Regions from separate parts of the Sus scrofa genome. Here all the other regions are linked to region 1. The links are chromatin contacts, called in public HiChIP or PLAC-seq and promoter capture Hi-C maps. All regions are on one chromosome and are shown on one strand. The core of a region is the stretch at or near the end of the contact, and the rest is flanking DNA. Distances in the headings are between cores, read along the strand shown.

Region 1 (2,870 bases), core at 204-2,703:
AAAAAAAAACAAACAAAACAAAACCAAAAAAAAAAAAAAAAAAAAAACCCAAAAAAACAAAAGAAGAAGCACTAGTCTGCACGTGCAGTCTCTCCTCTCAGTAAATGATGCTTTAAAGCAGTTTTCTCAAATAACCCAATGACTTCCTAATCATTAAATCCAACGACCTATTCTCAGACTTCAACTTTGTCCTTTGATCCTTGCAGTATTTCATGTCCCTAATAAATTTGCCCAAAACAAGACAAATACTTCTTACCAAATTATGTGAAATTTCATCTGTTTTTGTTTTCACCTCGAAAGCTTCTTTCAGATGTACTTGTAAGTTTTTTTTTTTTTTTTTTTTTCTTTTTAATCTTTCTATTACCTCCACCTAAACCACTGTTTCAAACTCGATATATCCCAAACTCCACAAGATTCTTCCTTTTCATGTAAGGACTCCTAACTTTATGAAGGTACCACCTTTCTGATGAAGCGTTGGCTTCGGGTTCAATACAAATCCACCAAACCATATCATTCATCACTTTTCCATACTCGCTGTCACCTCCTCAGTTTTGATTCCCATCAACTCACTTCTGAAAAAATGCAACACTCTCCTCACCCTATTCCCCACCCCAGGCCCATCCTGGGCGACACGCTCTAACAGGACGTCCGCTTAGGTCAGTTAAGGATTTTGTCCTCCACAGTAGAAACCTGAGGCTGAGATCAGAGTCACCGGTATTCCAGCTCACTGTGCGTTACAAGACCGTTTTCCCGTGGCAGAGAACGGCGAGGGACCCAAAAAGCCAGAACCTCTTGGGCCTAGGGCCTAGAAACACTGGCAAGTACACCGCTCCCTTCCGGCCCAGCTGACAAGAAAGACCGGAAGGCCTAGTGGGAGGCACGGCCCCGGTAAACAGCACTGGAGACGCTTCCGTAGCCCAGCCTGGAGTTCAGAGCCTTGGCTATTCCGTCAACCCCCCAGATTTCGAGCTGTCCCCTATCCGCACACTCCCAGCCCCTCACACTCACCCCGACACCAGGGCCAGCCAGTGATTAGATGCGGGGTCCTCTCCAGAGCGAGGCTGAGGAAGCTGAGAAGGTCGTGAGGACCCCTGCAGTTGAGGTGCCTGGTAGATTGCCTGACTAACAGCCTCAAAGAAACCAACAGTATTGGAAAGATTAAACGAGCGGGAAGACGCTGAATGAGAAATATGTCTTTTGAAGTTTAGGATATAATCTTCTAGATCACACAGAATCTAGAAAAATAGGGAGTTTCGCATCTTCTGGACTCAGGCGCTCATCCGCAGTCTAAACCAGTTAGGGGTGCCCCTACAGTCGGACTGGCGGGGTCCGGAGGGGCTGTGCATTATCCAATGGGTGAGGCCCAGAAGTAAAGCCAATGGCTGTGGTCGGGAGAGGCGGGGACTAGGGGGAGGAGAGAGGGGCGGGGTCTAGAGGAAAGGAGGCGGTGATGGGAGGAGGGGGCGTGGCCAAGGAGCCGAAGGGGTGGGGCGTGCGCTGGTGCTTAAGTGAGGTGGGAGCGTGAAGATGGCAGCGGTTGAAGAAGAGCCAAAGCCCAAAAAGCTGAAGGTGGAGGCGCTGCGAACGCTGAGGTGAGCACTACCTGACGTAGGGTGGAGGGCAACGGCGCCTGCCGCTAACCTTGGCCCACGTGGGGTTGCGCGGCTTCGGCGCTGGGTGCTATCCTCACCGCCCGCCTGAGGCCAGCGCTCGTATCCGCTGGGCTGCGACCCTTTGCCCGGCGCCTGCCCAGTTTAGTTCAGTCTCCGCCTGCTCGCCCTTGGCCAATCACAGCGCTGGCGGGGCGCTCGGAGCTGGCGGTGGAAGGCTGTGGGCGCCACGTGGGAGCCGGTCCGCACAGGGCAGATGTGACCTAGGAGGACCAGACCCGACCTGAGCCGCGTCACCTGCGGCTACCTCCTTTTTCCTGGGGATAACGAGGAAAATGCGTAGCGACTGCACTACCCCGGGAGAAAAACAGAATTTAGGGGAATTTTCGCGGAAAGACGTCTTCACCTTATTTTTGGTATATTCGCTACTGAAGTCTGGTACCTTTGCAGACCCTTTTCCAGGGACCGGGACCCCACCTCCGAGGCTTTGCGGGGATGGAATTTGCCTGAATGGTTAGGAAAAGTTGATTTTTCTTACTTTCTTTGCATTTTTTGGCAGTAGTGGAGATAGTTCTCCACCTAATTTTTGCTTTACAGGTGATTTGATGTTTCAGCTTTTGCTTATTGGTTAATATAGTATCCCCTAATAAACATGAGGTGTAGTATATATATTCTTTGCTGATTTTGAAATGCTCCTTGGAAGGCAATAAATTTTGTGTCTTAAACTAGACATATCAAACTGATTTAGAACTCTTGAGACACTCCTAATTGTACAAGACAAAGCTCACTTCTTCCAACATTACCCTTCACCTCTGAAAGAGTGAATCATAATTGAAAATGAAAGGTCACTAAGGGATCTGGTGGTGTGTTCATGCTGTTTGAATGGTTAGTGACCAAATCCCTGCCAGTGCCTTTAATATATTTCATATTAATACTCTGGTTTCTCTTCAGATCGTATAAATCTTTCGCCTTTTAATATATTTCATATTACCCTCAAAAGGGCAAAGGTTTAGTGTGCCTACCTTACACAAAGAAAATAAACTTTTTTTTTTTTTGGATTCCTCAGGATGTTCTATTTTTGTTTTAGGATTTCAAACTATAGACTAAAGCAAAGGCTTTTGAATCAGACCTCCCTGGGTTAAAGGCATGTGCTTCCCTCCTTTGATCATTTATTAGAGAATTTCCTTAAAAAGCACCTCCTTTACAAATTTTCCTCTTTCAAATTGGAAGACAGCTGCAACTTTTCTGTTATCCTACATA
Region 2 (2,870 bases), core at 117-2,616, 950 kb after region 1:
CCGGCCCTGCCTCCCTGCATGTGGCCGCGTACTAGGGGGCGGGGGTGCTGTCAGTGCCCAAGAAGCCTGCCCAGCGGACCCACTAGGAAAACGGCGCCAAGGCCCTTTCCGCTCCGTTCCTCACCCAGGGTTTCCAAGGCAGGCTTCAACCGAAGGTCGATCTTGTGCTCCTCCTCAGCCTGCGGAAGGGGCGGGGTCAGAGCCGGAGCTGGGGGTGCCGGGGCTCCAGTCGCCTGACCGGGACCTCAGGCATGGGGGACACTCACCTGCCTCCACAGGGGCCGCCCCAGCTCTGGGGGCCCCGCATCAACTTCGCAGGTCACCACGCGCCCGGCAGGCGGCAGCGCCAGGGCCAACGCTAGGGCTGAGTAGCCTGTGAAAGTGCCTGGGAACATGGACACCGACAGGTTCAGGCCAGAGTAGGAGGATGGCCCGGTGACTCCGGCCCCCAGTGACCCCGAATGAGCGCCCTACCCAGATCCAGCGCCTTCTTAGCCTTGATGAGGCGAGCCAGGTTGGCTAGGAGCTGGGCCTGCTCACAGGTCATCATGGAATCCCCCTGCGGCTGCTCCAAGGTCAGCTGCGTGGGAGAGGAGAGGGTCGCATAGCTCTGCCAGTTACCCAGCTCCACCCCAGGTTCAGAGCTTCCCCCCGCCCCGAGGGGGGTTGCAGGCGTGGCCCAGGGGCGTGCCCTCGCGGAACGCCCACTGAGAGCCGCCTGGGGAGCGGGAAAGCCCAGAGAGGGCCACCGCCCCGCCCAAGGTCACATAACCACGTGGGCCCAAATGGGCCCGCGGTGGGCGCCTGTTCCCGCCCCCTTGGCCCTGCTGACCAGCCGCAGACTCCGCAGCGCCGGGTGTTCCCGCAGGGAGCGGCTCAGCAGATACTGCCACAGGGGGCTGTCCTCAGGGGGCAGCAGTCGCTTCTCTTGCCGGGATCGCCGTGGAGGGAACCGTCTCCCTACCGGGTAGTGGGTGCTGGGATCAGGGACTGGGGCTCTTGGGCACCAGGGCTGACCCTCAGCCGCAGCCAGCCTCGCGGATTCATGGGCTCTGCTCCAGTGCCCGCCCGCCCGCGGGGGCTCTACTCCGGTGCCCGCCCAGGGGCTCTGCGGAGGGTGCCAAAGGCCCCGACATACTCACCGAGGAAGAGGCCGCTGGCAAAGGCGGCGCCCAGTGCGGCCGAACCCAAGGCCAGCGCGGCGGGCACAGAGAGCCGGGGCACCGGCTGGGTCATGGTGTAGGCTGGAGACGGCGGCGTCCTGTTCACCTGCGCTGAGGCTACTGGGACCTCCCTGGGACCCGCGGACCCTGGCGGCTCCACCCCGCCGGGGCAGTGACCTCGGAACTGCGGTCTCGAGTACCATCTGGCGGCAGCACTGCCTTACTGCAAGCCCCACCCAAGTGGATCCGTCGTCATCTGGTGGCCACGTTCGGAACTGCGCCCGGCGGGGAGGAAGCACTACATCAGGGGTTGCTTTCTTTCTCGGTCACCGGAGGTCTAGGGGCCTGAGTCAGGAAAGAAAAATGTGATGCTACTCTTGGTTATGGTTCTTCCTCATCGCTACCACTTTTGCTGAGAACCCCTTAGGGCATATTGGGTGGGTGAGTAGACCGTTGGTGTAACAGGATAGTAAAGGTACAAAGCGATAGAAATTAAAGGATCCCTGGGAAGGACTGAGAGAATCAGAGGAGGCCTCTTGGAGGAGGTTACCAAGGGTATCAGGCTGAAGGAGTGTAATTTTAGGAGGCATAACCAGAGGTGGGGTTCGGGAGCCCCGGGTAAGATCTGGTTGATTGAGCTCTGTGCCAATATCCTTAGTTAGAATCCTGCTCTTGGGAGCCAGCTAGACATAGGTGTGAGATCTTGGGCCCATCAGTCTCTCTGAGCCTCAGTTTCCTTTGTGTAAAACTGGGACCATTCTCTTACTGTTAATGGCACCAGATCCCATCCATGGCCTGGCACACAGTAAGTGCTCGAGAAATAGCAGCTGCTGTTATAATCATAGGTTGGAGTGAAGAAATCTTGGGGAGGAAAGTGACCGGAGGACAGGTGAGGCCCCTTTGCAGGGCTGTTGCGCAGGGCTGCCATCCAGTAAGCACTGATTGAACATCAACTGTGCCGAGTGGGGCTAAGAGAAAGGTGTTCCTGGCTTGTATTAGTGAAGCTGGGCTCAGAGACCGCAGGACACAGGGAAGTGGTGAGCAGCCCCAGCTTCAGAATTTGCTCTTCTGTACAGTGGGGTTCTTAGTAGTCCTAACCTCTGGGGGATGAAATGAGAAAATCCGGGTGAAGGATTTACACAGGGCCCGGCACTTAGTGAGCTATAATTATAAAAGGAGTCAAATTCCATCAGACAACTCTGCGGCTGTCCCCTGACACGAAGGGCCCTCCAGCCCTTCGGCAACCACACTGGGCAGACTGGAACTCCACCAGGGGCTTCCCAGGCGAGGCTCAGCCCCAGCAGGGCTCAGAGACAGCCTTGTTGCTGGGTTTGTTGAGGGACTGGCTTGGCTAAGCCTGAAGTCCCGGGCGAGCTGGGACTGATCCGAGCTTCGCGAGCCCTGGGCCAGGGTGAGCGGGGCGGTGGGGGGTGGGTGGCGAGGCCGCGCAGGGGCGGAAGGCGTGGCCTCCTATCAGACACAGGGGTGGGGCTGATCCTTTGACCAATCAGTCCACAGTCCCGGGCGGTATTCAGGGGAGGAGCCCGTGGTTTGCTGCTGGGTGGGTCTGGGTCCGCCCTCCCAGCTCCTCCCGTCTGCCTGTTGCCAAGCATGCGGCCAGCTTGGAAGAGAAGCGTTTTTCCTCTTACCTTTTGATTATCTACATCCTGCTTGGCCCTGTAAATGTTTCCCAACCTGACTATGAGT
Region 3 (2,870 bases), core at 144-2,643, 930 kb after region 1:
ACAAGACAAAACTGGGGTAGAGAAGGGATAAATTGCTGAGACTGGCTATTGATTACCGACCTTAAATTGACCCTATTTCTATCTCATTAGACCGCTCATTTTTTTCTTGTCCCCTTGGCTTCTTCACTTCCTGCACACCCAGAGAACTGGAGTGCAGCGTTCTAATGCTTGGTCAGCATGATTCCTAAATTTTCTAGCAGGCTTGACTCACCAAGACCGCTCCAGTTTCTCTGTGTGTGTAAAGCAGTCCCACCCCAATCCAGACGAAGGAGGCAGAAAAGGAACCCTAAGGCTTGAGCGGGGGTAGGGTGGAGTAGGGAAAGGCGGGGCACCCCGAGACGTGCTCAAGTTTGTTCAGGGCGGGGCAGCCCAAGAGAGCCTCTCAGGCCGAGCCCCGCCTAGCATGGCGATTACACCATGATGGGAAGCGGGCGAAAGAAGGGAGTGGGCGAGGGGCTGGAGGTACGCCCCAGCGCCCCACTCATTTCTCTCTGAGCCAGGAGAGACACACGGTCTTCCAGAGACGCAAGCACTTGCTCAGGGCAGAAGTGGTATCGCTCAGCAGACTCCTTCCTCTACCGGGGATTGGCTCTGCAGGGCATGTAAGTCACAGCCAAGAAGGGGAGTTGGAGAGATGTACGTGACCTCGGGGAGCGCGGTCGCGCCCAGTCGCGCGCAGTCCCGCTCAGGCACGCGCCCGACGCCCCGCCCCGCCCATATTGAGCGCGCGCGGGGCCTCCACCCCATCCCCCCGCCCTCGCGGTCCCCTCCGGCAGCATCCGTCGTTCCCCGCCCCCTCGTCTCTGGGGCTGTCCTCTTCGCTGCCTGACCTGAGGTCCGGCAACGTCTGTCTTTCTGGCCCCCGCCGAGGGACCGAGGCGCCCTATCCCGGGGGCGGGGGTGCTCTTGGAGCACGTGGCTGTTTTAGAGCAGGTTGGAGTGGGCAGCAGGCGGCGCTGCGGGGACAGGCGCGGCGGGCAGCCCCAGGGGCAGCGGCAGGGTCCTGGCCGGTGGGGGGAGGACAGGGTTGCGGCAGGCGGAACGGTGTCTCCTTCACTTCGCCCTCCAGCCGAGGGAGCTGCAGCCCGACCCTGAAGGAGCCGAACGGTTTCTGCTGCGAGCGAACGGCAGGGGCGCCTCCCCCTCCCCCCAGGAGACCACCAGGTACCGCTGCCCCCGCCTCACTCTGACCCGGGGGCGTAGGCCTGGGCGGCCAAGCAGGATGTCTGAGCCGGACTCTGGGTCGGCCCTGGCTCCCTAAGATGGCCGCGCTGCCCCGCGGCCCCTCTCCCCTCTGTCCCAGACCCCCTTTCTGGCCCCTTGGTTTGCTTCTGACCCCTGCTGACCACACTTTATGTCCCTCCTTCAGATCACCTCATCCGACGGCTTCGCCATGGCGTCCTATGGACAGACCTGCCCACGGCGTAAGTAGAGGGGGATCTCTGCGGGACGGGGCGGCGGTGCCTGGACAGTCGAAGCCTGTCGAACGGAAAACTAGGGCTTCTTTTCCCGTATCTCTCCGAGGACTTGGAAATTTGTCCCTTTTGGTAGTTTCTCCATCGTCTGACTCCTCTAGTTCTGCGGAGGAGGGACTGAGTTGCTGGATTTCGAATAGGGGGACTAGGCCAGGGGAGTTGGTTCATGGTCGCATTCACCTTCAGCTTTTGGATGTGTCTTTAATGGACTCAGAGGAAAAAGTTACTGATACCGGATTTGGTTTTTGGAGGCTTGGATCGGTCACTTTTTTAGAGGAAGTAGTAATCTCCCTTGTGAGTGCACAAGGTCATTACATGTGCTCCTAAGGGCGTGGACGTGCTGTGTAGAATGAATGAGCTAGTGTAACGAGCTCAGATTGCTTGCCCTTAAGCCGCACAGCATTGGCCGAGGATATGTCTAAAGTGCCATCTGATATTTAGTTGATGTAGACACTTGAGTGAAACATAGATGGCTTTTTTTTAAGTTCCGTTAAGTTCCCCAGGTATTATTTACCTTTCTCTTCCCATTCCAGAATATTGGTTTTGGCCTCAGAGAGGATACTAAAGGATGTATTGGGGGAGGGGGTGAGGGACTTGTCTTAGTTTTTTTAATCTCATTTGGTTAAATCAGCCTATTCCAGTGACTTTTGGCAGGTATATTTGAATGTATAGTTATATATGTGTGTATGTGTTTGATTCTTTGTATATTTTGGAAGGAATTTCCCAAGTTTTTTGGCCACTTACTATAGTTATCTGTTTTAGAAATTAGTCTTTGGTGCTGATGTCTCCCTCATGGATCCTAGTAGACTATAGTTTTGTTGTAGCTCCTCGTGGTAATAAAAACAAGTTGGATTGCTTGGATTTAAAGATAGCAGTCTGTTCATAATCTAGTTCTTGAACAGACTGTGGGAGCACAGGGACATTAACATTGGAATGTTTCTTCCCACCAGCAATGTGTATTCCGCCATCATATGCTGACCTTGGCAAAGCTGCCAGAGATATTTTCAACAAAGGATTTGGTAAGAATTGCTTTAAAAATTTTAGATCTGAAGTGGAAAATGTGTGTTTGGATTGCTTAGGGAAATTATTGACTTTAAATTGTAAGTATTTTGCTGCATTCTCTTATTAGTTATATTTAAGATAAGATTTCTATTAAAATAGTACTGTAAAACAATCCAAATTCTATCCCAGTTTCATCTGTTTTTTTCAAACTTGAGTTACAGGAATTTACCTTTAAGAAGAAAAGCAATCATGCTTTCTTTTCTTTGAGATATAGTTTACGCCATGGTTGACTAGAATTGATGATTGTCTTGGATTGCTTTGATGGTGGTGACTCCTACTAAAGAGTTATGGGTTTTTTCGAATAAATTAGGACTCTCTTGAAGATTTTATTCC
Region 4 (2,870 bases), core at 263-2,762, 840 kb after region 1:
CAAAGAGAACAGGACATTTTCCTCCCCAAGTCACTCCCTAACCCCAAATTCCAAGCCAACATGGAATCAGACACGTCACTATGCAAGTCACTTTACCTCTCAGCCTCAGTTTCCTCATCTCTAAAGAATAATTATACCTACCTTAGAGAATTGTGAGGATTAAATGAAACAAAGGATATTCTGTGTCTAACACGTAGAAGATGATTTAGAGCCTGCATAAGGCTCTTTGATTCTGAGAACTGAGTTAAAGTAGAGATCCAGGGTGCAGAGGAGGTGGTTGGTTTCAAGGATGAATGATCGGAAAAGTTCCTCAGGTCTTGGTGGGCCACAAACTAGATGGGAACTGTACTGTTGAATGAGCTTTTGGATTATAGAGCCTAAGGAAAGTTTACTGAGTTATAGGGTCAGAGAAATGTGGAGAGGAGCATGGAGGGCCTCCTCTAAAGGGTGCCCATACGGTTGGTGGGAGAAGGTTCGAACAATGGTTCTGTTATGAAGATGGCTGGTTTTTCAAAAGAGAAGGCTAAAATTCGCCATGTATGTCCAAAGGGAGAAGGGAGGTGGATGTTGCCCTAGACTTTCTGAAGAGCCAAAGGGCAGTCATCAGAAAGATTTTGGAGTGGGAGGGAGCTTCTTCTGCCTATAAGGGCTTTTGTCCCCACAGCAGAAACAGAGAAAGGTCTATATCTGTCCTTCTGCTAGAGCTAGTTATGGGCTGAAGAAGTGAGGTCTCTTGCCCTTTCCAAGATGACTTCATGAAGGCTTGATGGGGCTGAAAGGGGTAAGAGCTGCAATTGGGAATGTCCCAGCTGCACTTGGCCTTGAGTCCAGCTTGAGGGTAAAGGCCACACCAGGGCATTCCATGGAAGCAATGCAAACTCACATTCAACCCCAGAACCTATCCCCACCCCTATTGGAGTCACTGAAGTCTGCCTTGCACCACCCAGGGAAGCAAGGCCAAGAAGGGGCTGGAGCCTAAGTGGCAAGTAGTTTGGGACTTGATTTATGCCAATGCTAGGCCTTGGTTGGGGACTTCCCTCAGGGTGGGGTAGTAAAGTGAGAGGAGCATAGGTTCTAAAGTTAGGTTTGAGTGGGAGTACTGGCTTTGGCACATATTAACTGCCCAACCTCAGGCAAGTTTCTTGGCCCTTCTTTGTTGTAATACCCTATAGAGGTGGCACAAGGAGCAAGTGAGATATTTATACGGCATTTGGCATAGGGACTGTCAGAGAGCAGAGGCAGTATATGATAACAATGATGACTGCAGGTTAGCTCTTGGAGAGGAACTGGCTTCCTCCAAAGGAATTAGGGTATAAATTCCTCTTGTCTCCGAACCCTATTACCACCCCCATAGGCCTCGCCCCATCTCCACTAGCCCCTCATCTCCCACTTTGGCTCTGGGCCTGACATGCGCTCCTGTGTTTCCCTGCTGCGGTTCCACGCCTCCGCCCTTCCCTGGCGCACAGCTTGAGCCCCGTGTCCCTTCCGGTTTTGGCCCCGCCCCGCAGGCAGGGCTCCTCCTCCCCCGGTAGGGCCCCGCCTCCAGAAGCAGTTCCGGTTCGGATTCGAGCGGCTGCCGGCGCGGCTGAGAGGTGGGCCGGAGCGATGCCAGCGCGCAGCCGCTACCGCCCCCGCCTCCATTCCGGCTCCCCTCCCCGAGCCCCGCCCCCGCCGCTCGAGGCGTTTTACTCCGGCGAGGCCCGGAGGGCGCCGGACTCCGACAACGGCTGGTACGCCGACTCGGAGGTGGGTCCGGGGAACCTGACTCGGGCCGCGGAGGTGAGCGGGAGCTGAGGCGGAGAGGGGAGTTTGGGGGGCGCCTGCAGCCAAGGGTGAGTGGGGAATCGGGGTTGGAGCCGGGGGCTGCCGTGGACAGGGATCCCGAGGGGCCCCGAGAGGCGGTTGAGGGAGCTTGGAGAGTCAGCTCTAGAATGGAATCTGAGGGAAATGGAGGTTGTTGAGCCGAGGCCCGGAGTGGTTAACACCCGAGCCTGGGTGTTAAGTAGAGGCCGAGGGGCGAGTGAGAGGGAGTGGGAAGCTGAGGGAGAGGTGCCCTTGAAGAGTTGGGGGCTTGGAGGTTTTCGAAAGCCGGGTGGCGAGGGGCGAATACGCAAGGGGTCCCGCAGGAACGTGGGACGGGAGGAAGAGATGCTCTGGGATTTGGCCAGTGGGGGCCGAGGGATGAGAGGAGCAGGAGCAGGACCAGGGTCGATGTTGCCACCTGGCCAGGGAGAGGGAAATGGCTTGGGACTGACGAGATCGCGCACCGAAGGGGGTTCTGGTCATTAGAGGAAGGATTTAGGTTTGAAGAGGAAGGGGCTATCGGGTGGCCTTAAAGACCAGAAAAAGAGAAATGGGCTCAAGAAAGAAAAGGAGCCCTTGGGAGCCCTAATTTAGGATTTTGGCATTTTCACAGGCGTCTTTTAAAGCATGGGAATCACTAGGGTAATATAATTGGTTAATGGGGTTTTCTCATCTGTGGACAGTGAATCCTTTTTTAAGAATATGAAGTGGGAGGGGTGGTGTTAAAAACACTGATTTGCCCACAGGACTAGGGGAAGTAGTGAAAAGGAAGTGAAGTTTGGAAAAGAGTGAAAGAGATTCTGAAAATAAAGATAAGCATTTGGGTTTCTTGTAACAGTAATAGTGTGATTTTCTTTGTATTTTAAAAAAAAATATATCTTAAATACTAGACAAGTGTAGATCTTTAAAAAAAGAATGAAAAGGCTTAAATTTGAAACAAGAATTTGGACGTTTCGATTTTACTGATACTCAGTATTGACTGGTTTCACTTTGGCAGCTTGAGTTGAGGCATATTTGCCACAGGGTAAAAATATAGTGAATGCAAATGTCTAGGTTGAAAAGGAACG

What was found. Promoter capture Hi-C pulls out the DNA fragments that hold promoters and counts their contacts. HiChIP or PLAC-seq counts read pairs in DNA pulled down with a chosen protein or histone mark.
Region 2: a contact with region 1 is called in an H3K27ac HiChIP or PLAC-seq map of skeletal muscle, with 5 times the contacts expected there. The contact joins the promoter of COMTD1 here to the promoter of ADK in region 1. A contact is called at or near these places in 2 of 5 promoter capture datasets (fetal skeletal muscle and liver), 1 of 47 Hi-C or Micro-C datasets (embryonic fibroblasts) and 2 of 2 datasets of contacts at active chromatin or transcription factors (alveolar macrophages and skeletal muscle).
Region 3: a contact with region 1 is called in a promoter capture Hi-C map of fetal skeletal muscle, with 5 times the contacts expected there. The contact joins the promoter of VDAC2 here to the promoter of ADK in region 1. A contact is called at or near these places in 1 of 5 promoter capture datasets (fetal skeletal muscle), 2 of 47 Hi-C or Micro-C datasets (embryonic fibroblasts and heart right ventricle) and 2 of 2 datasets of contacts at active chromatin or transcription factors (alveolar macrophages and skeletal muscle).
Region 4: a contact with region 1 is called in a promoter capture Hi-C map of fetal skeletal muscle, with 7 times the contacts expected there. The contact joins the promoter of SAMD8 here to the promoter of ADK in region 1. A contact is called at or near these places in 3 of 5 promoter capture datasets (fetal liver, fetal skeletal muscle and liver), 1 of 47 Hi-C or Micro-C datasets (embryonic fibroblasts) and 2 of 2 datasets of contacts at active chromatin or transcription factors (alveolar macrophages and skeletal muscle).

What each region holds. Positions count from the first base shown.
Region 1 is chr14:76,834,619-76,837,488 of Sscrofa11.1, forward strand. It overlaps ADK (adenosine kinase), which reads left to right and starts at 1,454. Exons shown (of 11, transcript XM_003359240.4): 1 at 1,454-1,592. The coding sequence starts at 1,528. It overlaps AP3M1 (adaptor related protein complex 3 mu 1 subunit), which reads right to left and starts at 1,056. Exons shown (of 9, transcript NM_001243516.1): 1 at 1,009-1,056.
Region 2 is chr14:77,785,505-77,788,374 of Sscrofa11.1, forward strand. It overlaps COMTD1 (catechol O-methyltransferase domain-containing protein 1), which reads right to left and starts at 1,367. Exons shown (of 7, transcript XM_021073150.1): 1 at 1,143-1,367; 2 at 833-960; 3 at 475-580; 4 at 267-385; 5 at 125-179. The coding sequence starts at 1,236.
Region 3 is chr14:77,766,302-77,769,171 of Sscrofa11.1, forward strand. It overlaps VDAC2 (voltage dependent anion channel 2), which reads left to right and starts at 1,394. Exons shown (of 9, transcript NM_214369.1): 1 at 1,394-1,424; 2 at 2,426-2,494. The coding sequence starts at 1,394.
Region 4 is chr14:77,677,775-77,680,644 of Sscrofa11.1, forward strand. SAMD8 (sphingomyelin synthase-related protein 1) reads left to right here and starts at 1,513. Exons shown (of 6, transcript XM_005671120.3): 1 at 1,513-1,779. The coding sequence starts at 1,606.